Linked DNA regions of Ovis aries: region 1 is linked to region 2. A link is a contact called in public Hi-C data. All regions are on one chromosome and are shown on one strand. Each heading gives the region's core, a stretch centred on a gene start, on an enhancer-like site or on the middle of the called end of the contact. The rest is flanking DNA. Distances are from core to core; before and after follow the strand shown. Region 1 has its middle 15 kb from the start of WRNIP1. Region 2 holds the start of NQO2 (N-ribosyldihydronicotinamide:quinone dehydrogenase 2).

Region 1 (6,343 bases), core at 758-3,257, 200 kb before region 2:
AGACTTGCCCTTTAGCTAAAGCTTTTCCGCACACAAAGCAGGTGGCGGCACCTGGCAAAGGACCACAGGGTCCTGCTCTGCCTCACTGACTTCTCAAGCTCCCTCCTGCTGTTGGGCAGCCCTCTCTTCCGGGAGCACCCCACCTGCTCGTCTGTTGGTGGTCTGCCCCGAGGGGGGACCCCTCCTATCCTGGGCGCCGTTGCTTCATGCGTGCATCATGTCTGACCTCGGGATCCTGTGCTCGACCTGCTCACATGAGGCAGATCCTGCGGTCGCTTCAAGGAGCACAGAGTCCTGGGCAGCAAAGCCACCCGAGAGTCTGGGGATGTGCTTACTCCGCCTGCAGACCCGCCTGATGGTTCGGGAATAAACTCAAGGTTGGAGAACTTCCATGGTGTCCAGTGGTTAAGACTCCTGGCTGCCGAGGCAGGGGGCCCTGGTTCGACCCCAGGTCAGGGAACTACGTCCCACATGCTGCCACGGGGACCCAGCGCAGCCCGGTAAGGACTGAAACGTGTGCATGCGACCCCGTGGACCGTAGCTCCCGGCTCCCCTGTCCACGGGGCTTCCCAGGCGAGAATACTGGGGTGGGTTGCCACTTCCTTTTCTGGGGCATCTTGGGACCCAGGGGTCAGACCTGGCCTTGCTTTCACGTCTCTTGTGTCAGCAAGCAGGCTCTTTACCACTGGCGTCACCCGGGAAACCCTGAAAGTTTTCTCAAGTAAATTGAAAAGCCCCAAGTAGGCCGTCCTGGCCAGGCGCCTTCCCGTCCCACCCTCCGCAGGCTGAGCGGGCCTTCCAGGGTCGCCGAGTTGGCCGTGATTTGTTTCACTGAGTGTGTTGGGGACCTGTTCAGTCTGGACACTTGAGTCTGAGTTCTGGGACGGTTTTTTTCATTCAATAAATAAGCAGTGCCTGCCTCACACTGAGCCCTTGTTGGGAACATTAAGAAACAAAAGACAAAATCCTGTGCTATTGAAACCGGAGTTAAGTCCTTACCTTACATCCGGGGTGGACGTGGACAGGATGGAAGTGTGGTTGAGATGTTGGTGGCCAAGCGGACCTCATCCAGAACTGGGGCGGATGCGGGCCGGGCGGGGTGTGATCAGATTCTCCAGGAGCCGTTTGTGGGAACCTGGCGTCCAGAGTTTTCAGGGCTTATCCTCTCAGGCTGTCCTCCCCCTGGTGGGGGAATGTCTGCCCCCCGCGTTCTGAGTGCCAGGTGGTCAGGCGTCCCCAGCAGCATGCGTTTGTGTCCTGAGTCTCCGTATGAGAAGGGGACCAGGCCGCCAGCTCTGCTGGGTCTGGTTCACAGAGCCTCCTGGGGCAGCAGAGGGCAAGCACTGCCGTCGGAGCCCTGGGGGTGCCCGCCGTGTAGACAGGGTGAGTCCTTGGCTGCTCTCCTGGGACCCGCCCAGTTGTGGCCGCGGGCCCAGCCTCTCCCCAGCCTCCCGCATTGTGCTGGCCCTCATTCTCCAGCTGAAGACGCCTTTCCTGAGGGATGGGCAGGGCCTTGGGAGGAAATGAAACAAGATGGGCTCGACCCATTCTCCTGACTAGCGTTCTAGATAAGGAAAGCTCGCCACTCCCAGCCATGGGGTCCCACGGCCTAGCGGGGAATGGAGGGAGCTGGAGGGGCCCAGGGCGGCAAAAGCCAACCAGCACCTCTGACCAGGCCAGAGGCCGAGTTGGGGGTGTGGGGGGAGGACCCAACTCCTGAGTTGGCGGAGTCGGGGGTGGGGGAAGGAGAGGGCGCCTGGCTGCTCCTGCCCCCCGACCCGCCGGCGCCCCCATTGCAGCACCTGCCAGGCGCTCCCGGCTAAAGACGTGGGAGCTGGGGTCTGGAGGGGTGGGGGTGCGGTGGGACGGACACATCTCTGAGACCAGACGTACCGTGAGCGTGTCTCAGAAGAAGCAGAGTCCCAGCTGACGGTGTGCCCTGAGAGACAGTCCAGCGAGACGGCCTGACACAAACAACATGCGCAAAGCAGTAGACTGGACTGTGACTGCAATCAGGAAATGTACCCAGAAAACCTCCGTGACAGCCCAGGAGCGAACTTACTCGAGGAGCAGGACCAAGGCGGAGACAAGAAACAACTCCGACAGAAGCAGAGCTAAGCCGTGCTGCGAAACGTGGTCTTGTTATAGACGGCCGTAGTTTAAACAGTGTTTAAGCTGGGTTTTATATTCCCATCATGCAGCGTGTGTTTGTTGAGTGACAGTGACTATGAGCTGTCCCTGAGCTGCATAAGCCACTCTCAGCCCAGGTCGGTCCTCCCCATGTGTCCACCAGGAGGCAGCCTCCACCAGTCTCAGCCTAGCGGCCGCCTGGTGCCCACGACCACGCTCAGCCAGGGCCGTTAGCAGTGTTTGTGGTTAACCTCACAGGCCAGTTACTATTTATTTGTCTGATTACAAAAGTAATTGTGACTTTTGCCAAAAAGGTACCGGAGGGGATACAGCCAAAACCAAAACAAACCACGTGGCAAAAAAACAATACGAGCCCAGTTTAGCATTAGTTCTCAGCGGAGGGTAAGCTCCGCCAGTCTCTGCCTCCTGGGTGTTTCTCCCAGTGTGTGTGAGAAAATCGGAGGCAGCCTCAGCTGTTCCCGAGCCTGCCTTCCCTCGCCTCAAGGTTGGTCAGGTCCTGGAACTGTCTGTGCGGCTTTCGGCGGCTGCGCACACGGTCCTGGGACCGCGCGCTGCGTGTGACACGCGGCTTCTGGGAACCAGAGATGCGGTCTGCACCCCAGGCCCCCTCCTGCAGCTCCTTCACCAGCCCGGGCTGCGCTGCCCTGGGCCCTCCCCTGCCCAGGGAGGGGTCTGATCGCCCCACCCACGCGTCCTCCCCCTGCTCTCGGGGTAAAAAGCCAGTCCACCCTTTAGTCCTCGGGGCAGCATCCCACCCCCTCACCTGGCGTCAGTCCCACTCTCTCCCACCCTCCCTGCCCGCAGCCCCCGCGCCCAGTGGTGAAGAGCCAGGGCCCAGATCTGTCTACACCGCTTCTCCCCTGTGTGACCTTGCCCGAGGTCATCGTCTTTGTTTTCACTCTCTTCCTCTGTAGGATGGGGTCAAAGAAGCACCTGATGGCAGCGGGGAAGACCTGCTGAGAACCGTGCGTGACATCCCTTCCTCGGGGAGGCCAGTCGGGACAGGGGTGGTCACAGTCTCCCAGGGACACTGGGACACGCGTCAGGGTTTTGGCTCCTGTGAATCATTGTGAAGGTCAGCCTAGTCAGAGCCATGGTTTTCCCAGGGGTTTTGTACAGATGTGAGAGCTGGACCATAACAACGGCTGAGCACCGAAGAATTGATGCTTTTGAACTGTGGTGTTGGAGAAGACTCTTGAGAGTCCCTTGGACTGCAAGGAGATCCAACCAGTCCATCCTAAAGGAAATCAGTCCTGAATATTCATTGGAAGGACTGATGCTGAAGCTGAAGCTCCAATACTTTGGCCACCTGATGGGAAGAACCGACTCATTGGAAAAGACCCTGATGATGGGAAAGTTTGAAGGCGGGAAAGTGGAAGTGAAGTCGCTCAGTCGTGTCCGACTCTTTACAACCCGTGGACTGTAGCCCACCAAGCTCCTCCGTCCATGGGATTTTCCAGGCAAGAATCCTGGAGTGGGTTGCCATTTCCTTCTCCATTGAAGGCGGGAGGAGAAGGGGAAAACAGAGGATGAGATGGTTGGATGGCATCACTGACTCAATGGACATGAGTTTGAACAAACTCTGGGAAATGGTGGAGGACAGGGCAGCTTGGTATGCTGCCGTCCATGGGGTTGAAAATAGTCGGACACGACTGAGCAGCTGAAAAACAGCAATCATTGTACACAGGCGTGCTGCCTTCTGTGTGTCTGGCGTTGTTGAAAGTGTTTTATCATATGCTTCTCAGGTGACCATCTGAGCCGCGTCTGTTTTTTATCCAGGGCAGAACTTGGGACTCAGGGAGGCTGAGTGACTGTCCCGGGGCCACAGAGACGGCTTGGAACCCAGGTAGCCTGAGTGCTCAGCCGCCTGGCCAATGGTTCTCAGACTGGTGAGCCCGTTGGAGCCCAGAATTCCAGTCCAGCCCAGCTGTGGCGGGGTCCACCTCTAGTAGGTCCCCAGGTGATGCTTCCTCTGCTGGCCCCTGCAGACCACACTTGAGAATCCAGAAAGCAGTTTTTGGTGGCCAACAGGCTCTTCCAGACACAGGGTGTCTTCCCTGCACCCTGCTGCCTCCCTCCTGCGCTCTCCTTTGTCTTTTCCTCCTGGCTCTGACCACGTTCGGTGACTAGGGAGGCCGACCAGCCTGCCCCCAGTCCCCAAGGCGCCTGGGCTGGCCTGCCTGCCTCTGTCGCCCCTTCCCACCGCAGCGGCTGGCTTCCCCCGTGGGGCTCATTGAAATGATCCGCCTGGACATGGACTCGTGTACATTGTGCTGGCCAGACCTGCACCGCGGAGGGTTGGCTGCCGGTCGGAGTTGGCAAGGGTGTCTTACTGGTTCTCATGACGTTCCATGGGGCCAGCTAGGCCCAAGGAAGACAGAGATTTTTCGAGAAACTAAACTTCTGTGCTCCTGGCCATTTTGATGAACTTTTGACTTCCACTGAGAACCAGGAGTTTTATTGACATAGCTCCTGACCAGGGAGCAAGAAGCATGTCCTCCAGCCTGCAGCCTGCAAGTTCCCCCCCGCACGCCTGCCCTTTCCCCGCTCTTCCACTCCAGGGAAACGAGTATTGTGAAAACAGGAAGCCTCCTCTGAGGCCAAGGGCATGGAAAGCCTCACACTTGGCCGTGGGCATTGGAAGCCCGCGTCCAAGTGCCCTGGAGGAAGGTGCCAGGTTTCTCTGCAGGAGTTGCGCTGGGGTCCGGGCGGCCTCTGCTTGAGCAACGGCAGGGCCCCAGCTGATGTTTCATTACTGGGTGGGAGTTACATAACATGAGGCCTTGTAACGCTCAGCTGTTCCCTGAAGCAGAAAGCAGCTGGGGCAGAATCCTGTGTTTTTTCCACAATCTATTGTTTGAAACTTTGCCCCAAGATCAAGCGAAAATGTGAAGGTGTCCCTGAGCCGTCGCCAGTTAGAACAACAAACCGCGCCTCCCTCCGCTGACATCACGCCCAGCAGCTGGTCCTGCCCAGGTTCTGGCCTCTTGGTTTCAGATGAAAAGCCTTCTGAGGGCAGCCCTGGTGATGGCGTGGTAACCCCACAACGCCTGGCTCCTGGGAGGTCTTCAGCGAGCACTTGTTTAGTTGGTTTTCTTGCTGGAGAAGATGAGGAGGAGACTGGTCCTCAACGGGCAGGTGCGCGCCTTCCCTGGCTCGGGGCGCGGTTCCCTGGCTGAGCTGGGGACAGCTGGGGATGTAGTTAGGGTGTAGTAGGTAGGTGTAGTTAGGATGTGGTGCTCCTGCTCTAAAAGCAGGACTCAGTCCCTTTGTAGCCTCTTTATTTAAGCAATAAACTGATGGCAAGTCACCTGTCCACGAAACGAAATCAAAAGTGTACAGTGAGCAAGCTCAAGGTCATAATGGTGAGAACTCAGTCGGGCAGCTTCTGGGGTCCCAGAGTATTAATTCGTGTCTTCCAGCCTCAGTGTCCTCACCCCCTGATGGAGAGTGGATTATAATAGCCTCTGAAAGTACGTACAGTTTGAGGTGCAGGGTTTGAATTCACACCACGAAACCACGTCAAGGAGGCTCCAGGTTTCGCTGCTGAGCCTTTCAGCTCCAGCTCCTCCCGGGAGGGACGACTGGGTTTTGAGGCAAAGCCATGGTCCAGTCTCTGGCAAATCACTGCGCTCCCTTGAGCTGAGGTTTTCTCAGCTTTGAAGTGAGGCTGAGAGAGGCTCCTGGGCCCACTTTTACTTTGGAAGTTTCTTATGAAAGTTGGGTGAGATAACTTAGGGGGAAGTACTTTATCAACCTTCTAAAAGTGAGGGGCTCTGCTTGGGTTAATGTGAGGGATAATGGGCAGGTTTCAGAGGCGGGACAAGGCGGAAGAAATACTTTTTCATTAGCTTGCTGGTCGTTCACACAGGCGTGGGTGGAACCCAGTTGGCAAACTGTTGTCTTCTACTTATTTTTTTTTTAATTAGCAGTTTTACTTTATCCATTTATTTGGCTTCATCTGGCTTAATTGCAGCACCAAGGGCCTTCACGGTGGATTCAGGCTTTTCTCTACTTGCAGTGCTCGGCCTTAGTTGCCCCCGCGACATGTGGGATCTTAGTTCCCTGACCAGGAATCAAACCCACGTCCCATGCATTGCAAGGTGGATTCTTAACCCCTGGACCACCGGGGAAGTCCCGTGTTCTTACCCTCTTTCTTCCACGTGGGAGAACTGCCCTGAGAACACAGAGT
Region 2 (6,143 bases), core at 2,568-5,067:
GAGAAATGTAGAGAAATCAGTCGGAACGTAAAGCAGCGGACGTGGCGTGTTAGTCTCTCAGCCGTGTCTGACTCTTTGCAACTTCATGGACTGTAGCCAGCCCATGGAATTCTCCAGGCAAGAAACTGGAGGGGATTGCCATATCCTACTCCAAAACAGTGGAGCCACTGTGGAAACCAGTTTGGCAGTTCCTTAAAAAGCAAAACAGTTACTACACGATGCTGCGATTTCACTCCTTGGTATACACCCAGATTTTTTTAAAAGGGGCTCAGACACTTGTGCCCCAATAATTATTTCAGCATTATTCACAACAGCCAAATGACCCAAGTGTCCATCAACCTATGCAAGGTTAAAACAACACATGGAAGGATAAACTGTGGTATGTGCATGAAGTAGAATATTATTCAGCAGCAAAAAGGAGTGAAGTTCTGATGCATGTCATGATACGGATGAGCCTTGAAAACATTGTGCTCAGTGAAGAAACCCAGAGCAAAAGGCCGCCTGTTGCATGATCCCAATTGTATGAAACATCGAGAACAGGCAAGTTCATGGAAAGCAGAAAGATTATCGGTACAGAGCCTGGGTGGAGTGGGGAGTTTGGAGTTTCTGCTTAAGGATTAGTGAGTTTCTGTTTGGGATGATGACAAATTTTCAGAAGTAAAAATAGTGACATTGCATGGCATTCTGAATGTAATTAATGCCACTGAATATAATTAATACCGTTGTGTACTTACAATGGTTGAAACGACAGATCTTTTGTTACAGAGATTTTACCACCATAAAAAAAAAAAAAAAAAAAAAGATTAACTAGAGGGACTTCCCTGGTGATCAGGAGATAGGATTCCACATTCCCAATGCAGGGGCCCGGGGTTTGATCCCTGGTGGGAGAATTAGATCCCATACGCCCAGCCGAGACCCAGTGCGGCCAGGCAGAGAGGTGGATAAATATATTTACAAACACAACCTGAGTTCTCAGGAAGTTTGTTTCCCAAAAGAAGGTGGATGATGTTCGTAGAGGAAAGAAAAGCCGTTAAATAAAACCAAAAGGAACTACTTCTCTAGGAAAACGTTCAAGCTACTTCGATTAGTCTTGAGGTAACCCTCAATATTAATTTTCATCTGAAACACAAAATAAGGGGCAGCTGACTCTTGAGAGTCCTTTGGACTGCAAGGAGATCCAACCAGTCCATTTTGAAGGAGATCAACCCTGGGATTTCTTTGGAAGGAATGATGCTAAAGCTGAAACTCCAGTACTTTGGCCACCTCATGAGAAGAGTTGACTCACTGGAAAAGACTCTGATGCTGGGAGGGATTGGGGGCAGGAGGAGAAGGGGACGACCCAGGATGAGATGGCTGGATGGCATCACCGACTCGATGCACGTGAGTCTGAGTGAACTCCGGGAGTTGGTGATGGACAGGGAGGCCTGGCGTGCTGCGATTCATGGGGTCGCAAAGAGTCGGACACGACTGAGCGACTGAACTGAACTGAACTGGACTGAACTGAACTGAACTGAACTGAGGCAAAGAAGTATGCAGCTGGCTTAACTGCCTCCCCCCTCCCCCCCGACACCCGCCGGAAGCCTAAGCCTCTTTCTGCTCTGCAAGGGGTGAAGTGAACACTCCACTTACGACCCTTAGAGGTCATGCTTGCTGTCGATGCTGTATCTGCATATCTCGTTTTAATAGCACCGCCTCCTCCGTAGGCTCACAGTAGCAATGTCCTGTGTGCAGTAAACGCCAGATTAGCAGGGAATCACATTTCTCTTCGCCAGACGGGCCCCTATCCAATCCACCGCTGGCGCTTTCACCATCCTGAAGACCCAGGGGAGCGCCGGCCAGCTGACCTTGTCCAGAGGGCGACGTCCCCTCCGCACCTGCGATTCCCGCGCGCGGCCGCCAGATGGTGCTGCCTCTTCGCGGACTAGGATCAAAGCGCGGCTGGACCCAGACGCTCCCCCGACCTGCGAGTTTTCAGAGGCGGGGTCGCATCTTGATCTCCCTTCCGGCCCAGCACTTCCACTCCACACCAGGGTCTGGACGGCTCCCAGCCTGGTTGCCTGCGGCTCCACAGTCACCGGGAGGCCCGGCTGTTTTCCCTATTGGTCCTCACAGCACCCTGGTGGCTCAGTGGTAAAGAATCTGCCTGTCAAGTGGGAGATGCAGGTTCCATCTCTGGGTTGGGAAGATCCCCTGGAGGAGGAAATGGCAAACCAATCCAGTATTCTTGCCTGGGAAATCCCAGAGAAGGCTGGCAGGTTATACAGTCCATGAGGTCGCAAGAGTTGAACATGACTTTGCATAAACAACCACAACCTCATGACACCAAAGATGTGAACAACCCCCTCCCAAGGGACAACAGGGTCAGTCACCCCCCCCTTGGAAGGTTACCCCGGAGTCCCTGCATCCGCCTTTCTTAGTTGCAATCATCTCATGTGACTCAAAGAGGATTTGGGGACATCATCTCAGTCTGACGAGAAAGAGGGAAGAAAACTAAGCCAGATCTCGTCTTTGAGGACATTCTGGTACATTTGGAAATGCCTCCACAGCTTTTCCCTCAGGCAAAGGTCATTCTAAAATGAAAACGGCCCCCAGCACCTCCCAGGCTCACAAGATAAGGTGGCCTGTCTGCTGCTGGCATGAGGGCATGTCACGCATAGAGAGACCACGTCCTCACTATGAACCCAAGAAAGACGGCAGCCTCGGACAGACCGCCCAGACGCTGCAGACGCTGCAGCTGTTTGCATCAGGAATGTTATGCTCGAAGGGGAACCAGCCTTCGCTCTCTCAGCCCATCCTGAAAGTGAAAGAGTTAGTCACTCAGTGGTGTCCAACTCTTTGCAACCCCATGGACCCTCTGTCCATGGAATTCTCCAGGTAAGTGTACTGGAGTGAGTTGCCATGAACATCTCCAGAGCATCTTCCCGACGCAGGGATCAGACCTGGGTCTCCTGCATTGCAAGCAGGCTCTTTACCGTCTGAGCCACCAGGAGAGCCCCAAGGGCCATCCCGGGACACCAGAAATCAAGGCAGAGTTTGGGAGGGTCCTCTAGTGAGTCCCAATGGCAGGGGGTCTACAAATGAGGTGGTGCAGGCCAGAAAGTGCTAGAGAGAGAGAAAAGAGACAATTGGCCCAAAGTGCCCACCAGAAGCCCTCCCGCACACGTCTGCAGGCTCCAGTTCGGTGTCTCTCTGCCTTCCGGGGATCTCCTTGGCCTTGAACCTGCCTGTGCGCCCTTTACCCCCAGCCTCCCCAATAAGAACGTCAGGCCAGACCACAGAACAGCGCCACCGCCTGAACGGTCACACACGGCGCATTCCCATCAGCACAAGGCCCCTTAGAATCACACCTGCCCACCAGAAACCCGGCAACCACCAACCTGCTCTCCGTTTCTAGAATCTCATCTCGAGAATGATACATAAACGTGATCGTTCAGGGGGGACCCTCAGGGATTGGCGATTTTCCTGCAGCGTATTTCTCTGCAAATTTGCCCCGGCTGCTGAGGCCCCGATCGTTCACCCTTTTTACGGCTGAGTGCTCTGACCCTGAGTGGGCCTAGGGGCAGAGGCGGCGGGAGGGGCGGACACGGCGCACCCCCTTCCCAGAACTGCCATCCCTTCAGCTGCCTCGGAGCGGAGCCGGGTCCGGCTCCCAGGGGCGAGGACAGGGTAGGGGCGGGGCGAAGGGCGTGTGGGCGGGGCTTATGCCGGGGCGGCGCGAGGAGAGGTCCGGACAGGTCGGGGGCGGGGCTGCGCTCCGGACAGAGGCGGGGGGCGTGGCCTCGGCGCTCGTGGGCGGGGCATGGGCGGGGCCCCGCCGGCAGGGCCCCGCGTCCAGGCCTGCGGAGCGCGCCCGCATTGTCCGCTCGCGACGCCTGTGAGTGCGTAGTCCGCGCGGCCGGATCGTGGCGTGGACGCTGGACGTTCTCCCAGAGGGAAGTCTCGTCCTGCCGGTCGTACTCGGGCGTTTTGGCCGAGGTGAGTGTCCGCGCTCTCCGGGGGCCGCTTCCCGGGGCCAGGGTCTCCGCGGGCTTCCACCCCCGCGTGCCCGAGCTTCCCCCTGCACTTGCGAGGCCTGGGGCGCGGGTGTGCGCAGGCCCGTCGCTGCCCCCAGCCGCTGCCCTCGGCCCTGGACTCGGCCCGCGCTGACGCCACGCGCGGACGGCAAGGGGCCGCCTGGGGTCCGCGAGCAGGCGGCTCGGAGGCCTGGCCTGGGCTCTCGGGGTTCCGGCTCGGCCTTTGCCCCGGGTGCCAGGACCCGAAACTCAGCTTCTCCAACCTTAGTTCCCTGAGAATCTCAGCCAGAAAATCCAAGAAGTGGGACATGTATGTGGTGTGTGCTTCCTGCGCCGCTCTTTACGGTTCCAGGGGGGATGGAGGGAGCCCGGGAGAGGAGCGGTCGAGGAGGCTGGAACGAAATAGAGTGCATAAAGGGTGTGAGTCCGTTTGGTGTGGGGTGATGTATGTAGTTTAACAGCGACACGCTTCTGTTTTCCTGTCTGCCTGATAAGGGCGCCCTCTTCACGGAAGGAGACGGCTCTCCCTGCTGTGGCGCAAGGTCAGTAGGGAAGTGCTGGACAAGTGGCCTGCTTCTTGGGCCTCAGTTTCTCATTCTGTACAACTAGGAGAATTGGACCCCACGAGGAGTCAGAACTCCGAGGCCTCCAGCGGCCTGGTAGGTGATGTAACTAGGTACACTGGACCAGGCAGAGAGATAAGGGGATGCCTCCCCTGCTGTCAGCACTGAAATGAAAGCTTTTCTTCCTAAACTAGACTGTCTTTGGGCCCTGACCCCGGGGACCTCAGGAGAAGGTGCTCCCTGAGTCTGCAGCCCATCACTCTCCGGACATGCTCCTGGGGCTTCTGCCAGGCTCAGGATAAAGTCTTCACTCGTGCACTTCTGACCCGCCCAGCCCTTGGACGGAATCTCCCACCACCCAGCTCTGTTGTAACCGCATGTCCCGTGTAGGCTATCTGAGCTCCCCAGGCCAGTCCCAACGCTGCCTCACGCTTGCTGTTCCCCTGCCTCAGCCTGCCCACGGCTGCACATCGAGCTGCCCACCATGTCTCTCCACCTCCCTCAGCATTTGTTTCCTCTTCTAGGTCACTGGCATCACTGAGAGTGACCGTGCCTGAGAGCTCAGGGCCCCCTGCACCCAGGACTAACAAAACAGCACACCCTCCTCTCGGCAGGATTCAGAGAGAAGAATACCCATCTTCCTGGGACATGGCAGGTGACTGTTAGCTATGGGGGAGTTAAACTTTGTTAAATGAAAAATTTATTAGAAATTGAATAATTTGTTATTAAAACTCCAGACAACACTCGTGTGTAAAAGTTGTTTATAATGTGGACTGCTACCTGGAATTATCTTGTTTTGTATTTTCTTGTTTTATTGTTCATTTCAGCCCCACCAAAATAGAATGCTTATCTTGTCTTTGCTTTGCCTCCAGCCTCTGGGATGACCCCCTGGGACATAATAGCTGCTCAATCAATAGATATTGAGTGACTGAGCCCCGGGAGTGACCATGGTTAGAAATGCCGCATGACGCATGCATCCCATTGTGACATCTTTTTGTTCAGCACCATAGCATGAAAACCCTTGCATTTCATAACATAAAAATTCACGTTATTTTACACATATGTTGTACGTTGAAAGTGAAATCGTTCAGTCATGTCCGACTCTTTGCAATCCCATGGACACCAGGCTCCTCCATCCAAGGGATTTTGTAGGCAAGAGTATTGGAGTGGGTTGCCTTTTCCTTCTCCAGGGAACTTCCCGACCCAGGGATCGAACCCAGGTCTCCTGAATTGTAGTCAGACACTTTACCATCTGAGCCACCAGGGAACTGTGGCACTGCTGACATCTGGGGCCAGAGAGTGCTCTGCCGGGGGGTCCTGACCCGAGCTGTGTTCCGCAGCAGCGCCTCCCGCCAGATGCCACAAGCAAGACATGTCTCCAGATGTTGTGAAACACTCCCTGGGAGGTAACACTCCCTGGTTGAGAACCATCACTGTGGATATTTCATTTGTATCCTGTTTCCTATTAAACCCCCAAGTTCCTTTATAACAAATGAGTCTGAGACATTAAAACTGTTAATCATTAATTTCACTCGTGCATTTCAACCTTTACACTCTGCTGAGTGCC

What was found. A called contact is a pair of places that touch in the nucleus more often than the background predicts.
Region 1: a contact with region 2 is called in a Hi-C map of omental adipose tissue, with 3 times the contacts expected there. The contact joins the enhancer-like site here to the promoter of NQO2 in region 2. A contact is called at or near these places in 6 of 16 Hi-C or Micro-C datasets (blood, hypothalamus, liver and 3 more).

The regions. Positions count from the first base shown.
Region 1 is chr20:49,944,790-49,951,132 of ARS-UI_Ramb_v3.0, reverse strand. No RefSeq gene overlaps it. Among named protein-coding and RNA genes, the nearest start is that of WRNIP1, 15 kb to the left of the region's middle. Within about 2 kb of position 2,007, at least 6 of the 54 cell types and tissues checked have an H3K27ac peak or open chromatin away from gene starts, as enhancers often do.
Region 2 is chr20:49,748,314-49,754,456 of ARS-UI_Ramb_v3.0, reverse strand. NQO2 (N-ribosyldihydronicotinamide:quinone dehydrogenase 2) reads left to right here and starts at 3,817. Exons shown (of 9, transcript XM_060403548.1): 1 at 3,817-3,975; 2 at 4,509-4,555; 3 at 5,101-5,231; 4 at 5,449-5,526.